Regions from separate parts of the Mus musculus genome. Here region 2 is linked to region 1. A link is a contact called in public HiChIP or PLAC-seq data. All regions are on one chromosome and are shown on one strand. Each heading gives the region's core, a stretch centred on a gene start, on an enhancer-like site or on the middle of the called end of the contact. The rest is flanking DNA. Distances are from core to core; before and after follow the strand shown. Region 1 overlaps Chst15 (carbohydrate sulfotransferase 15). Region 2 has its middle 16 kb from the start of Gm35147.

The links. HiChIP or PLAC-seq counts read pairs in DNA pulled down with a chosen protein or histone mark.
Region 2: a contact with region 1 is called in an H3K27ac HiChIP or PLAC-seq map of SST interneurons, with 7 times the contacts expected there. The contact joins two enhancer-like sites. A contact is called at or near these places in 7 of 484 Hi-C or Micro-C datasets (the BV-2 cell line, the CH12 cell line, the F1.1 cell line and 4 more) and 5 of 115 datasets of contacts at active chromatin or transcription factors (SST interneurons, double positive thymocytes, embryonic basal ganglia and 2 more).

What each region holds. Positions count from the first base shown.
Region 1 is chr7:132,242,446-132,249,230 of GRCm38.p6, forward strand. It overlaps Chst15 (carbohydrate sulfotransferase 15), which reads right to left. Exons shown (of 8, transcript NM_029935.6): 6 at 5,419-5,575. Among named protein-coding and RNA genes, the nearest start is that of Gm10584, 70 kb to the right of the region's middle. Within about 2 kb of position 5,321, at least 86 of the 459 cell types and tissues checked have an H3K27ac peak or open chromatin away from gene starts, as enhancers often do. A contact at or near this core is called in SST interneurons, where this site is marked.
Region 2 is chr7:132,446,371-132,452,781 of GRCm38.p6, forward strand. No RefSeq gene overlaps it. Among named protein-coding and RNA genes, the nearest start is that of Gm35147, 16 kb to the right of the region's middle. Within about 2 kb of position 3,876, at least 11 of the 459 cell types and tissues checked have an H3K27ac peak or open chromatin away from gene starts, as enhancers often do. A contact at or near this core is called in SST interneurons, where this site is marked.

The DNA of each region.
Region 1 (6,785 bases), core at 4,071-6,570:
CTTGGGTGTGTCCTGTGAACCCTGCTCTAGAGCCAAACTTGAAGATGGTTGGTGACTTTACCCAAGAACTCACAGCTGATATCAGAAGGGAGAGCGACTCACCCCAGCCACCTCCCTACTCACATCCCCCTCTCTTTGTCTACTCACAACAGCACCTGCTAAACACCCTCAGGCTCCTGGATGGATCTTCCATCAATCACTTCTACCCTCTGTCCTCCCTCTGTCATGGTCATATGCTTTGTAAAGCTGTGAGCAGGCCTAGGCTGGCCCTGGCTCAGGCCCTGAGACTCTTCATTTGGAAGCTGCTTTCAGCTCCTTTCATTCTTCCTCCATAGCACCTCCCAGTTCTAGGCTCCTCCTCCTAGCTCCTCCCAGTTCATTTTTCCTCCATAGCTCCGCCCACTTCTAGGCTCCTCCTCCTAGCTCCTCCCAGTTCATTTTTCCTCCATAGCTCCGCCCACTTCTAGGCTCCTCCTCCTAGCTCCTGCCAGTTCATTCTTCTTCCATGGGCTCCTCCCAGTTCTAGGCTCCTCCTCCAGGCCTTTCTGTTTTGGGCAAACACTCTTCACAGTTCTCCCTGACAAACTTGATTTTGCAATTCCTGGGGGGGCAGGGCCATCGAGTCACCAGGGGCAAAGCCTTGTGTCAGCATTCACGGTGGCTCTTGGTGGAACTGCTGAACTCAGTGTTGACAGCACACTGAGGAAACATCTGACCAAGTGCACGAAGGTGCTTACTGGGTTCATCTCCAACTACTCCTTTTCCCTTGCACCGTTTTTTTCCCCCTAACTGTGCAGGAAGCTGCAAGGGAAGGAGAACGATCAGAGCAAATAGCTCATCAGGACTGAAAGAGCCGAGCATGCCTCAGCCCCAGCAACACATACACAGGCAGACTCCAACCTCGAGTAGACGTGCGAACACCATGCTAGGGCAGGGACTCACAGGCTGTTTGCCATCTCTTCCCAGGCTTACAGTCAGCTTGGCCTCATCTCTTCCAGAGAAATTACTTTTTATAACTTGACAACTTTCCAGCAGGAAAGGAAGTAACTGGCAGGGACAGGACACTGGTGTTTTAGAGGAGTGGCATCCTGTCCCTGTATCTGCCCCAGGGACAGAACAGCTTCTACAACCATCTTGGTGAAAGTCCACCACTGCCCTCAAAGACCTGTAGAGTCCTGACTGTATAGGACCTTCCTCACAGGCAGATATGGTCCAAGGAGGGAGGACATGGGACTCCTACATATGCACTAGCTCTAAGAAGTGAGTGTACTTCCAACCCACTGGCTCTAGAACCCTTTCCCTCAGCCAGGGAGCACTCTGGGCCCCTCAGGAACACCATCTATGCATGCAAGACCACCGCCGTGACTGGGAACCAGACAAAATCTCATTTCCCCGACACCTGTCCATAAGGAGGGAACCAAAATAGAACAAGAATCAAAACAGAACCGGTGTAGAGAAGCTATTTAGGGCCCAATTCATGTAAAATCAGAAACCACCAAGGCCAAGGGGAGCACCAAGGTCAAGGGGAGCACCAAGGTCAAGGGAAGTACCAAGGTCAAGTCAAGGGGAGTTTTTGAGCTTGTGGATGCTTGATGACTCGCTGATAAAAATCCAAGACCAAGAGGGCAGGGCTGTCTGCCTGGACTCAGCAGTTAACTCCTGACGACAAAGCCAAGTCAGGTCAGTCCCTCTGGATGTGACACTTGTTCTACCACAGAGAAGCTCTGGCAAAGAATGAGCACCCTGTGGGTTCCATAAGGTGCCTGGGGGGGGTTAGGGAGCACCTGATGGGGAGCCCAGAGAACGCCTTAGGGAGGCACAGGATCCTAAGGGCCTTGAGGAGTCTAAAGACCACTGGGGACCATTGTATGGGAATCCCAGGAGGCAACTAGGAGGGGTCCAGAAAGCACCTGAGGGCAACTAAGTTTGAGCTAAAGCTGGTCACAGACCCAACTCTGCCCCAGACAAGAACCACCCCAATCTTCTTGTTCCCTCAATTTCATCGGCACCCCCCCCCCATCTATCCTCCCTCCCTTCTGTTTCTCAGCCCCCCCACTCAGACATTCATTTCTTCATCCATTCAGCAAATACTGTGAGTTCCCACAGTGTATCAGGCACCACACTAGGCAGTGGAGATGTGAGGCCAGTTAACAGGCATGGCCCTGACTGCTTAGAGATACCTCTAAACTGATAAGGGGACAGACAACTGTCATCACCAACTGTGACCCCTGCTATGGCGTGAGGGCGGGGGGCGGAGGGGAGAAAGTGGATCAAAGTAAAGAAAAATCTGAAGGACAAGAAGCTCTTGGATTGGCAGGGGAAGCCTATCGTGAAAGAGGCATGGAGAAGGCCCCGGAGCCCGTGGTTCCCATACCGGAGCACACGCACATGCGCAGAAGGTCTGTTAGGCAGCCAGGTTTTCCCAAGCACGTGGTTCCCGTACCAGAGCACACGCACATGCGCAGAAGGCCTGTTAGGCAAACAACTCTTCCCATCTGCACTCTCCCCCAAGACTTAGATGAATGTCCACAGCCGAACCCTCCATATATGACATCTAAGAGGAACCTTGCATTTCTGATCAGCTCTCAGGGACCTCTCTTTATGAGTCCTGCCCAAAGGCCACAGCCACCTGAGGACCTAAATGAGGGGAGAGTTGCCATGACACAGTAATGGGGCAGGAAAGACTGTAGGGAAGGGAGGAGTCATATGAAGGCCTTACTTAATATAGGCTATGCATGACTAGCCGCAACGGCACACCTGCCGTGCCAGGACTCAGGAGACTAACCACATGCCCCACGCTGTAGATAGGATGCATCAGCAGCTAGAAGGGAACTTTTTCCCCATTCCAGAGGGGAGAAACCATCTCCCAAAACAATGTGCTCACCATCCTTAACTGCCCGCCCCTCCTCCCCCACCCCCTATGCCCCGCAGAGTCACCCGTCACTGCCATGGCACGGCCCTGGAGCGCTCCTTAAACAAGCAGTGCTAAGCTATGGTTGTTGTCATGCTAAAGCCTGTCATAAATGAAATTTGAAGTGGATGCCTCCTGCTGTCTCAGAACCATTTTTAAGAGCAAGAAAAGGAAGACAGATTTCAAAGGCTATCCAAATTGTTGTTAGCTGCAAATAGAGTACACCTTCAGTGAGCCTCAGTGTCCCCATCTGTAAAATGGGAACAACTTCAGAGGTCAGTGAGGAGCTAAAGTTTAGGAGAGTACCCAGTGAGCAACAAACTGAAGTGAGATACTTCCTATCTTTCACCAATGGACTTGACAAAGATTAAATAAGAATGTATCTATCACACCCAGAGGTAGAGAGACTCACACGGCAACCCATGAACTTCCTGTCCAGTCACAACGGTGTTTCCATGTTCAGTTGGCCTGAAGACAGCAAAGAGAGGAAACACACCAGGCATGCCCCTCTTCTCTGTGGGAGGATGTAGCTGAGGATATCCCCCTCTTCTCTGTGGGAGGATGTAGCTGAGGATATCCGGTCTCTAGGAAGCCTATTTAGAGGCAGCCAGGATGCATGTAGCTTGGCTCTGCATTTCCTAGGGCGTACCTCGGGGTGGGATGAAAATACCACCACATCCACAGCTGTTTATATCGGATGCTGATCCTTTGCAGGGCAGGAGAGGCCCTGGTTCCCAGCCATGAAATCCAACTATGCCTGTGTCAGGACTCCAAAGCCCTGCCTCTCTCTACCCAAGACATCCAGCCAACTTAGGCTGGTATGAGCCTACATCTGCCCCTCCCTCTCTGAATTCTCAGGAGATCTCTGAGAAGAGAGAACTGGGTGGTAGCTGCTTCAGTGACTGTTGCTGCCTCTTCTAAGGAAACATGTTAACTTAGCCGAGGGCATCACCCCTCACTCTTCATCTGGCCTGTTCCTGCTTCCCTCCCTCCGCCCCTGTTATCCCACCTACGCTGCAGGCATCGTTGCAGAGTTCCACAGCATCATCAAACCCAAGAAATTCCAAAAGGACCAGAGTGGAAGCAACCCTGAGGCAGGCTGCCTTCGAGCACATCTGAATTCTCATAACTGACGACCTGCCTTCTCCCACCTGCCTTCCCCCACCCTCCAGAGCCTGCTGCTTGGAAACCCTAAAGAAGAAACTTCTGGAGACACACCAGAGCCCTGAAGAAAGCTGGGGTTTCAAAGCCTAGACTTGAGCCTTGGATTCCCCCCATTACTGGGTAGCTGGCTACAAAAGGCAACCTGACAGAGCCTTGGAAGCCCCGCCTGTGTCAGCAAGCTCCAGCAATAGTGGGGCCTGCATCAAGGCACAGCCTTAGGCTGCTGGGCAGCCAACGCTGGCAGAGTCCATCATTTTCCTATCAGGTTTGAGCACTTTCACCCCTCGGTGGGCTCTACCTAAGTGTGCCAGGGCGCAGCACCATAGTTTGTCAGTATGGCACATGTAAATGACTCCCAGTCTCCCGTCCCTATACCAGCCTAGAATAAAGCAATTGAATTTCAGAGAGGCTAAGACACACGAGCAAAGCCAGGGAAAGCCAGAATGAACCCACACCGCAGTCTGCCTCCAAAGCTTGCCTGACTGAAAATGTGGTTATCTATGTTGAGTCTTCCTTGCCAATGCAAACTACAATGCATACAAGAAGACAGCCCAGACTCCTGCTTGCTGGCCCTGGCTTAAGAAAAGATGGACAGAGTAGCCAAGCAGAGAGCCTGACATCTTTCCCCTGAGCCTCACTGCCCTGAGGTGGGGCGTGCTAGTCATCTACATCTGTGAATGCCGGATGTGGGACACAGCATACATCGGGCAGGAGGCTACCTGATGTAAGAGCCCTGCTAGGGAAACACTTAGGCCTGGGAGCCTTGTGTGGGAGATGTGACCTCAGGTAACTTAAGAGGATTCACCTCCAGCAAGAGATTTTACATAAGACTGGAAGGTTAGAGAAGGATAACAAGGGGTAGCGAGAACATTCTGCAGTGGAGAGCCTGCTGGAGCATTCCGTCACTGGTGGGTAATTCTGAAAGCCAATGCTATGAAGATTCTCTGAAACAACCTAAGGACTGGGTGTCCTCCTGTCTGCCAGCTCTAATTGCAGAGCCTTACTAAATGGCAGCCCTCCTAAGCGCACCCTGGGTCTCTAGGAGAGGCAGGGGGATTCAGGATGCAAAGTTTCTGGGTGACAGGCAAGGAAGGAGGGACACAGACAGCAGGCTCAGAGGCCCCAGCTGCTGCTGTGCCTCTCTCAGCCGGGAGCATTTTTCTTCCACATTAGCCACTGCTCAGAGGCAGCTGGCTGGGTGTCATTTGCACATTCAAACACTCCGTCCCCATCCCCCCACCTCCCTCCCGTCTCTGCACTAAAACCCTGTTCACAATGCCCCGCTGCACACAATAGCACCAGAGTGGGCCTGCTCTGTATGGGCTGCCCTGGTGAATACGCACGGGCATGGCATTGTTCAGGGTGTTGTTGTAGACGCAGGCGCGCAGTGAATAATCCAGCATGCAATTTTCAAACAGCTGCAGAGCCTCCGTCACTTTCTCGTGGAAGTCATCTGCAGATTTATTGGAACTTGCGAAGTAGAGATAGTCTGAGTACAACCTGCGAATAAAATAAATGGATAATCTTACCATCCGAGGGTGTGAAACCACACCACGTGGGCGACAACAAAAATCGGCTAGCCATTACATTAGCTGGTTTGATTTATTAAAATACAACAATTTTCCTCCCTTTCTTTCAAATGAGCCCCCTCCGTTCTTGCTCCCACCTGTAACATACCACCCACCCTTCCTGCTCAGATACATCTACACTGCCCCCAAACACTGACCAATACTGTGTTTTATTGTTAGTTGGTGATTTTGTCTCTTTCTCTTGTTAAATTTATTTTATTTATTAGCAGAGTGTGGGGAGGCCATGCAAAGGCCATCGTACAGGTGTGGAGACCAGAGGACAGCTCTGTGCAATCAGGTCTCTCGTTCACCTTTACACAGGTTCCACAAATGAAACTCGTGTTCCGGCTTGTTGCTAGGCCACCTTGCCTATATCTGCTTTAAGAAACAAACAACAAAACCCCGCAGTTATTTTGGGGGAGTGGGGGTGGCAGAGCAAGTCACAGCACACATGTAGAGGTCAGAGGACAAGACGTGGTTCTCTCCAACCACCATGTATGTGAAGAGGCTGAGCTCTGGCTGCTAGCCCTGGCAGAAGGTTCCTCTACTCACTGAGCCATCGTACCTCGCTGTTTAAAATTCCTTCTAGTTACCTCAGAAAGAGACTGTCCTTGCAGCCAGGCTTCAAAAGTCACTCCACAGCAAAGAGAAGCCAGGAAACACTCTGTACTGTCCCATCCCCTTCTTTTAAGAGGAACCCAGGGCACCTGTGATCCACACAAGGTTACAACCCCATGTGAAATTCCTGACTTTTCCCATTGATATCCTGAACGTCTAAAGTTACATTTAAAATTGTGCATGGTGGCTCATGCCTCTAATCCTCCCCGGCTAGGAGGTGGAGGTAGGGGATCACTGATGTTCCAGGTCTGGAGGGATAGGTAGCGACTTATCAGGACAATTTGGGCTACAGAATAAAAGTCTCACACATAGGCATGGAACCCCCTGCAGACGGATATGTTTGCAAGTCCAAGCAAACACCACATATATGTGCAATTGCATGTAACCACATTTTCCACAGGAGTTGCCAGTCTCCCTTGACAGTTACTGGTTCATCTTTATGTTTGCAATGTGCCGTGTTCGCATGAATCTTGCTGTTAAAGGAAAATTTATGAATGGTGAGGACCTGTGATCCCAGCACTCAC
Region 2 (6,411 bases), core at 2,626-5,125, 200 kb after region 1:
GGAAGGAAGGAAGGGAGGGAGGGAGGGAGGGAGGGAGGGAGGGAGGAAGGACAGACAGATGAGGATAGACAAATGATAGATAGATAGATAGATAGATAGATAGATAGATAGATAGATAGAAGATGATTTATAGATAATAACAATAGATATAAAACAGATTGATAAATAATGGGTAGATAGATGATAGACATAGATGAGATATGATTGATAGATAAATAGATATATAGATAATAGATTATAGATAAGTAGAAAGATTGATAGATAAGTATACACACATACTACTAGATAGACAGATACATACATACATACATACATACATACATGCACAAATAATCTATTTGAAAACTAAAATGTTCTTCTTCTACTGGGTTCAGGGAATAAGATGGTAAATACAGCAGAACATTACACTATGATATGTCACACACACTGTGTTCTGCCAAGACTGGATTAGCAGGCAAAGTTATAAGGAAAGACACTTTGGTTAGTAAGATACAAAGCAGTGCTTCTTCTTCTGGGACAGCAGCGTGAATAACTACAAGGGCTGCCAGTAACAAAGCAAAGCTAGCAGAACTGTCCTGGAAAACAAACCAACACTGAAAATCTCTGGGAACTACCTGAGTGGCGCACATCCAGGAAAGAAGCCAAGAAAGCCCATGAAACTGGGCACAGTGACACAACTCCTGAGCTCGGGAGGCAGGAGCAGGAGGCTTACAGCAGCACAAGCAGACTAATTCCAGACCAGCCAAGGGCTACCTAGTGAGATCCTGTCTCACAGGACGAAGAGGAGGAGGGCAGCTGTATATGTGACTCCAGATGACGCAGAAGCCACCATCCTGAGTGATGACATTCATGCCCAAGGCTACACCCTCAAGAATAATATATATAGATATCAAATAAAACAAACAAACAAACAAAACAGTCTCTGGTATGTGCACAGCTTTGCACACACTAAAAATCCTGGAATTAATGTACCCTGGAATAAATATAGATGTGAGTCCAGAGGCTACATAATGAGATTCTGGCCAAGTATCTCAATGAGGCTGATGATAGAAATAATAACACTGAAATAAATGACCTACATATTTTTTGCAACATTATTTTAGAGACAATAAAAACAAAAACTAAGTAACCTGGACAACAGAAAACAGAGGACTCTTCAGCTCCTACGGATCCTGTATCTCTTTGAGAAGGTTCAGATTTCTAGAAAATGCTGGCTAAGGATTGCTCCGAAGCCTTCCTCTAAACACTTCGTCTGAATAGACTGCCCTTCCTTTCAGTTGGTGAATACTCCCAGGAGAGCATCCATCCTTAAGCGCCTTGCTGAGTCTATGCCCTGAGTCACTGCTGTCTGACATCACAGGATACTGTGGTGGCTCTGGTGTTTGTGGCACACTCGGAACTTGCTCAGCTCCCTGCATAGTGACAAGGCAGCACTCAGCTGGGAAGACACTGCAGCTCCCCAGATCCTTCTGACCGGCCATCACTCACCCCATTGTGAACAGAGGAACACTCAGACCTGCTAAGCAATGTCATTTACTACTCTCCTGCACACAGGAGACTTGACCTCTCTAGCCCTCAACCTCTCCCCGAAGTACACACACACTGGATCTGGAATCAACTAAGAGACACTCCAGAAAATAACTTCCTTGGTCAGATTGTTTTGAGTGGGGAGACCTAGCCTACATGTGATACCCAGAGGCTAGAGGGGATGGAAGAAGGAAGAATTTTGCCTGCTTTCATTTACTCTTGCTGACAAGTTCACCTACATTGCCGCTGCTACATTCCTTCACTGAAATTAGGACTCAACTTTGGGCTTCACCATGAACCAAAGGCCATTGGTTCTTTAGGGTCTTCTGGGACTTCAGTGCCAGAGCAGAGCTGCTAAGGAATCCAGCTAATGGATGGAGAAACTACCAGTGTTTCAGTCTCTCTGGTTGAGACAGCCATTGTTGGACTGCCCAGACATTGTCATGTAAGCTAATGTGTACATTAATTCTACTGGTTCCGCCCCTCTAGAGAATCCTCACTAACAAACATGAGTCTGCCCTACATGAGCATGCTTGACACCTTCCTTCTCAGCTGTCCTCTGATCGCCCCTTGCTCCACTACTGTTGTTCCAGACATGCAGACTTCCATGCTTGGGGGGAGCCTTGGCCAGGAGGAACCCCAGGATTTCCAAACTACTTACAAAATAAACTGAAGTTGAACACAAGGTGAATGACCCAGAAAGTAATGACATCTGCCAACCAGAGCGGACAAGGGCCACGAGGACCCTGCCTCTTTGATCTGCTCTCTGGGAAGCAGGACCCAGAAGCTGGGCCAGCAGACAGTGATGGATCCCAGATCTGCCTTGATGGAATGCAGATGGCCACTAGTGTTTATAGCCCAGCGGCCAGGAATCTTCTTTGAAAGCCAAACTCTGGACCATTTCTCTCTGTCTGCTTTAATTTCTAATACAAATATTTTGAGATAGAATCATTAATCCTATTTGTCTAGTTGGGGCTAGGGTTAATGGAATAATCCCATGTTCTGGCTAAGACAAGCAAATGGTCTCACTCATTCCTCCCTGTGCCATGCCTGGGTCTCCTGGGACCAGAATAATAGACCATTTAGCCAGCATTAGGTCTAGTGGTACTCACTACACTGAGTACTAATGGTACTCAGGGGCCTTTAGGAACCAACAAGAAGCCACCTCTACTACAGAGACAGGTGAATACAAGCAGGTGACAGGAGCAAGGTACACACTATTTAGAGAAGACCCCAGGTCCGTAGAGGGGTAATCCCCACAGCGTATCCCCTTTTCTTAGATTCCTTCCTCAGGCTGAAAGGATGGTTTCTTGGTACACTGCAGAACCCAACACCTACCCTTCTGCAAGGCTGGGGCAACAGGATTCCTCCAGGATCACAGAGAAGCTATTTCCTGAAGAGGAGGGCCTCCATAGGGCATGAGTTTCTCACTTCTGATGTCCTCTGGACCACATCACTCCCTCCTCTGACCTCTGGATGGGTTGAATCATATCCTACCAAAATAAGTTGATGTTTCAACTCCTGGAAGCTTCCTAGGTGTCTTCATGTAACAGGAATTACATGTCACTCTACAGCCTGGCCTCAGCCTTGTAGCCTCCTGAACTCCTGTTATATGAAGACACCTAGTGTGCGGTGCTCTATCCTAACTGTATTGGGAAGCTAATATGAGTCCTAAACTCTGAACCCATACAACCCATCCCTCCTCTATCACTACCCACAGGGCAGAGAGATGGCTGAGCCCATGAACCCAAGCTATAGGAGAAGGCTGGTTTCCAGGTAACCATGTAAAAGCACAAAGGTCTTAGCATAGCAAGGCTCAGGTTATGTAGGACAAGAGAAGGAGAAAGACAAGGCAGGATCCTAACTTGAGAAGGAGTGGGACAGGCTAGAAACGGGTGTTGTGGGAGATGCTGAGGTGTAACCAGCTGTGATACTGATAGACTGGGACCAGACCTCCATTGTGGCTTCTTTCAGCTTCCCAGGAAACCCTTGACACTCTACTAGCCCGAAGAAAGGAAAAGGTCCCAGACACACCTATTTCTAATATTAACATACAGAGAGCCTCCTGTTATACCCAAACTACAAATGATGCTTCCTGCCTAGCCTAGCACACACTAAGCTTGACAACACCTCCTCAGGCCACCACAGCCCTAAATTCCAGAGATTTCCAGCTGTTTCTACATCAGCAGGAAAAAAAAAAAAGCTATGTCTGAAAAGAAGAGGGAAGATTAAGAAAGTGTTTCAGCCCTAGGCATCTTTTTTTTTTTAAACCACTAACTGGGTAATGAATAATTTATAGGCAAGAATGTTTGTGGGGGATAAAATGTTGACAAGTCAAGAAAAGCTCTTAGCGGCCTAACGGAGCAATCCATCTCTAAGAACAGGTTTCAAATGCATGGTTTGTGGAGATCTAGCTGTGGTTGTTTTCTTTCTCTTTCCTCTTTTTTTTTTCTTTTTTATCTATATGGAAATTGGTAGGTGCTGAAATATGTTTCCTGAGTGATACTGCAAGTGAGAATTAAATCATCGCTTCATGTTACAAGAAATAAACACCCAGGCGGGAAAGAGCCTTGAGCCACTGTGCTGGAGAGAGAGGACTGAGCTCTGCACAGATTCACCAGAGCAGAAGGTATTTCATTCTCCATGGATGATGCTTCAGGAAGCTAAGGGGAGTCCGGGAGATTGCCCAGCTGAGGCCATCTTAGCCTCAAGGAATGATGTCTCCCCCAATACAGCCAGGAACAGAATGAGGGCTTGAAATTACAAGATCCAGCCTGAATGGAGCAGTTGCTGTGCTCCAGGCTTGAGCTGCTTTGGAAATTTATTTTTTAGTGCATTACTGTATTTTGAATGTTGTTTTATAGCAGTTTCTTCTGAGATTGAAAGATTCCACCCAGCAGGAAAGCTCCATAAGACAGTAAATGACTCAAAATAGCTTCAGGAAGTCCCTGAAACTGACCAGATTCCTTAGGCCCCTCCCTCTCCTAGAGTAAATAGTAAAGACTGCTGAGAGTCTTTCTCAGAGGATCTGAGCTGCAAAAAAGATTCTGAGACCAGACCATATGTCTGGAAGAAGCAGAGACCAGCTGAGCTGGCCAGGAGAGGCGTTAGGACAACTGAGCAGCCTGGAGAGGACACTCATGATCCAGCGTGTTGTGCTCCTGCAGGCTGTGCAGTGTGTGCTCCAGGTTCCCAGCTTGGGTACATTGTCACCCATGCTGAGATGGTGGGCTTTGGGGATGTTGTTGTCTTTGAGTCATTTCTGCTCCTGTGAGTCCCCCTCAGTCACATTCCTATAAGTAGCCAAGGTCACCAAGTTGGACTTTGGTGGTATCTGTACTTTAGTCCTGGCTCGCTATCTGGAGTGAGTAAAGGGATGTGTGTGTGTGTGTGTGTGTGTGTGTGTGTGTGTGTGTGTGTGTGCAAGTATGGGTGTATGCTCAGCACACGTGTGGCACACACATGTGGTACATCACATAATAAATATGAAATGTCTCCATGGGATCATGTGTTTGAACACTTGGGTCCCAGCCAGTGGTGCCTTTTGGAAAGGTTGTAGAAACTTTGGAAGGTAGGGCCTTGCAAAAGTAAGAACTAGGTCACTTGAGACTTTATATCCTGGCCCCACTTCCTGTTCACTCTCTGCTTTCTGACTGTGGTGCTGTGTGACCACCTGTCCCAACCTATGTCTCTATGCCTTGCCCCCTGCCACCTTATGAAACCTTCCCTCCTTCACCTCCCTCCTATAAGCCCTTAGGCTGGTACCAATCACACTTGCCACAGCGTGACTTCCCACTTTGCTTGACAAAGGCCACTTGGAAACCAGAGTTCATGGATGTCTCAAGGAAACCCAGTGTCTTAGTTAGGGTTTTACTGCTGTGAAGAGACACCATGACCAAGGCAACTCTTATAAGGACAACAATTAATTGGGGCTGGCTTACAGGTTCGGTTCAGTCCATTATCATCAAGGCAAGTGAATGGCAGCATCCTGGCAGGCATGGTGCAGGTGGAGCTGAGAGTTCTACATCTTCATCTGAAGGCTGCTGGTGGAAGATAGGGTTCCAGGAACTAGGATGAGGGTCTTAAAGCCCACACCCACATGACACACCTACTCCAAGACCACAGCTTCTCCAACAGGGCCACACCTTCAAATAGTGCCTCTCCCTGGGCAGAGCACATACAAATCAACACACCCAGGAAGGAGATGGAAGAAGCTGGCTTTGAACCTGTACCACTGTTAGGCTTAGCCACCATGCCAGGATGCCCTCCTATGATAGTACAGAGATTGACTTGATTTTCAAAATGGCAGCAGGTATTAGGGTGTTTTGGTCACGTTCTATTGCTGGGAAGGAACACTGTGACTTCATCAACTCTTACTTTTAAAAAAGCATTTAATCGGGGCTGGCTTGCAGTTTCAGAGGTTTAATTTATTATCATCGTGGCAGAAAACGTGGCATCATTCTGGCACTGGTGGTGCTGGAGAAGTAGCTAAGAGTTCTACAACTGGATCAACAGGCAGACACAGCCTGGCTTGTGCTTTTGAGATCTCAAAGCCCATCTCCAGTGACACACTTTCTCCAAGGCCACACCTACTCCTTAAGGCCACACCTCCTAATCCTTCTCAAATAGTGCCACTCCCTGTTGACTAGGCATTTGAGTATATGACCCTATGGGAAGCATTCTTACTCAAACCACAAGATAAGGAATGCCCCCTCATTTATCTGCGGTTCCCTCTCTTGCTCTAAGCCTCTGGATGGCCAAGGGTGAGAAGAAGCCTGCCAACCCAGGTACAGGACCTGACACCCCCCATCCTTTTTCAATCACAGATTCCATGCAACTGGCCTGATTCCTTCCGGGTTCCTTTTCCTCTGCTGAATCCGTTGT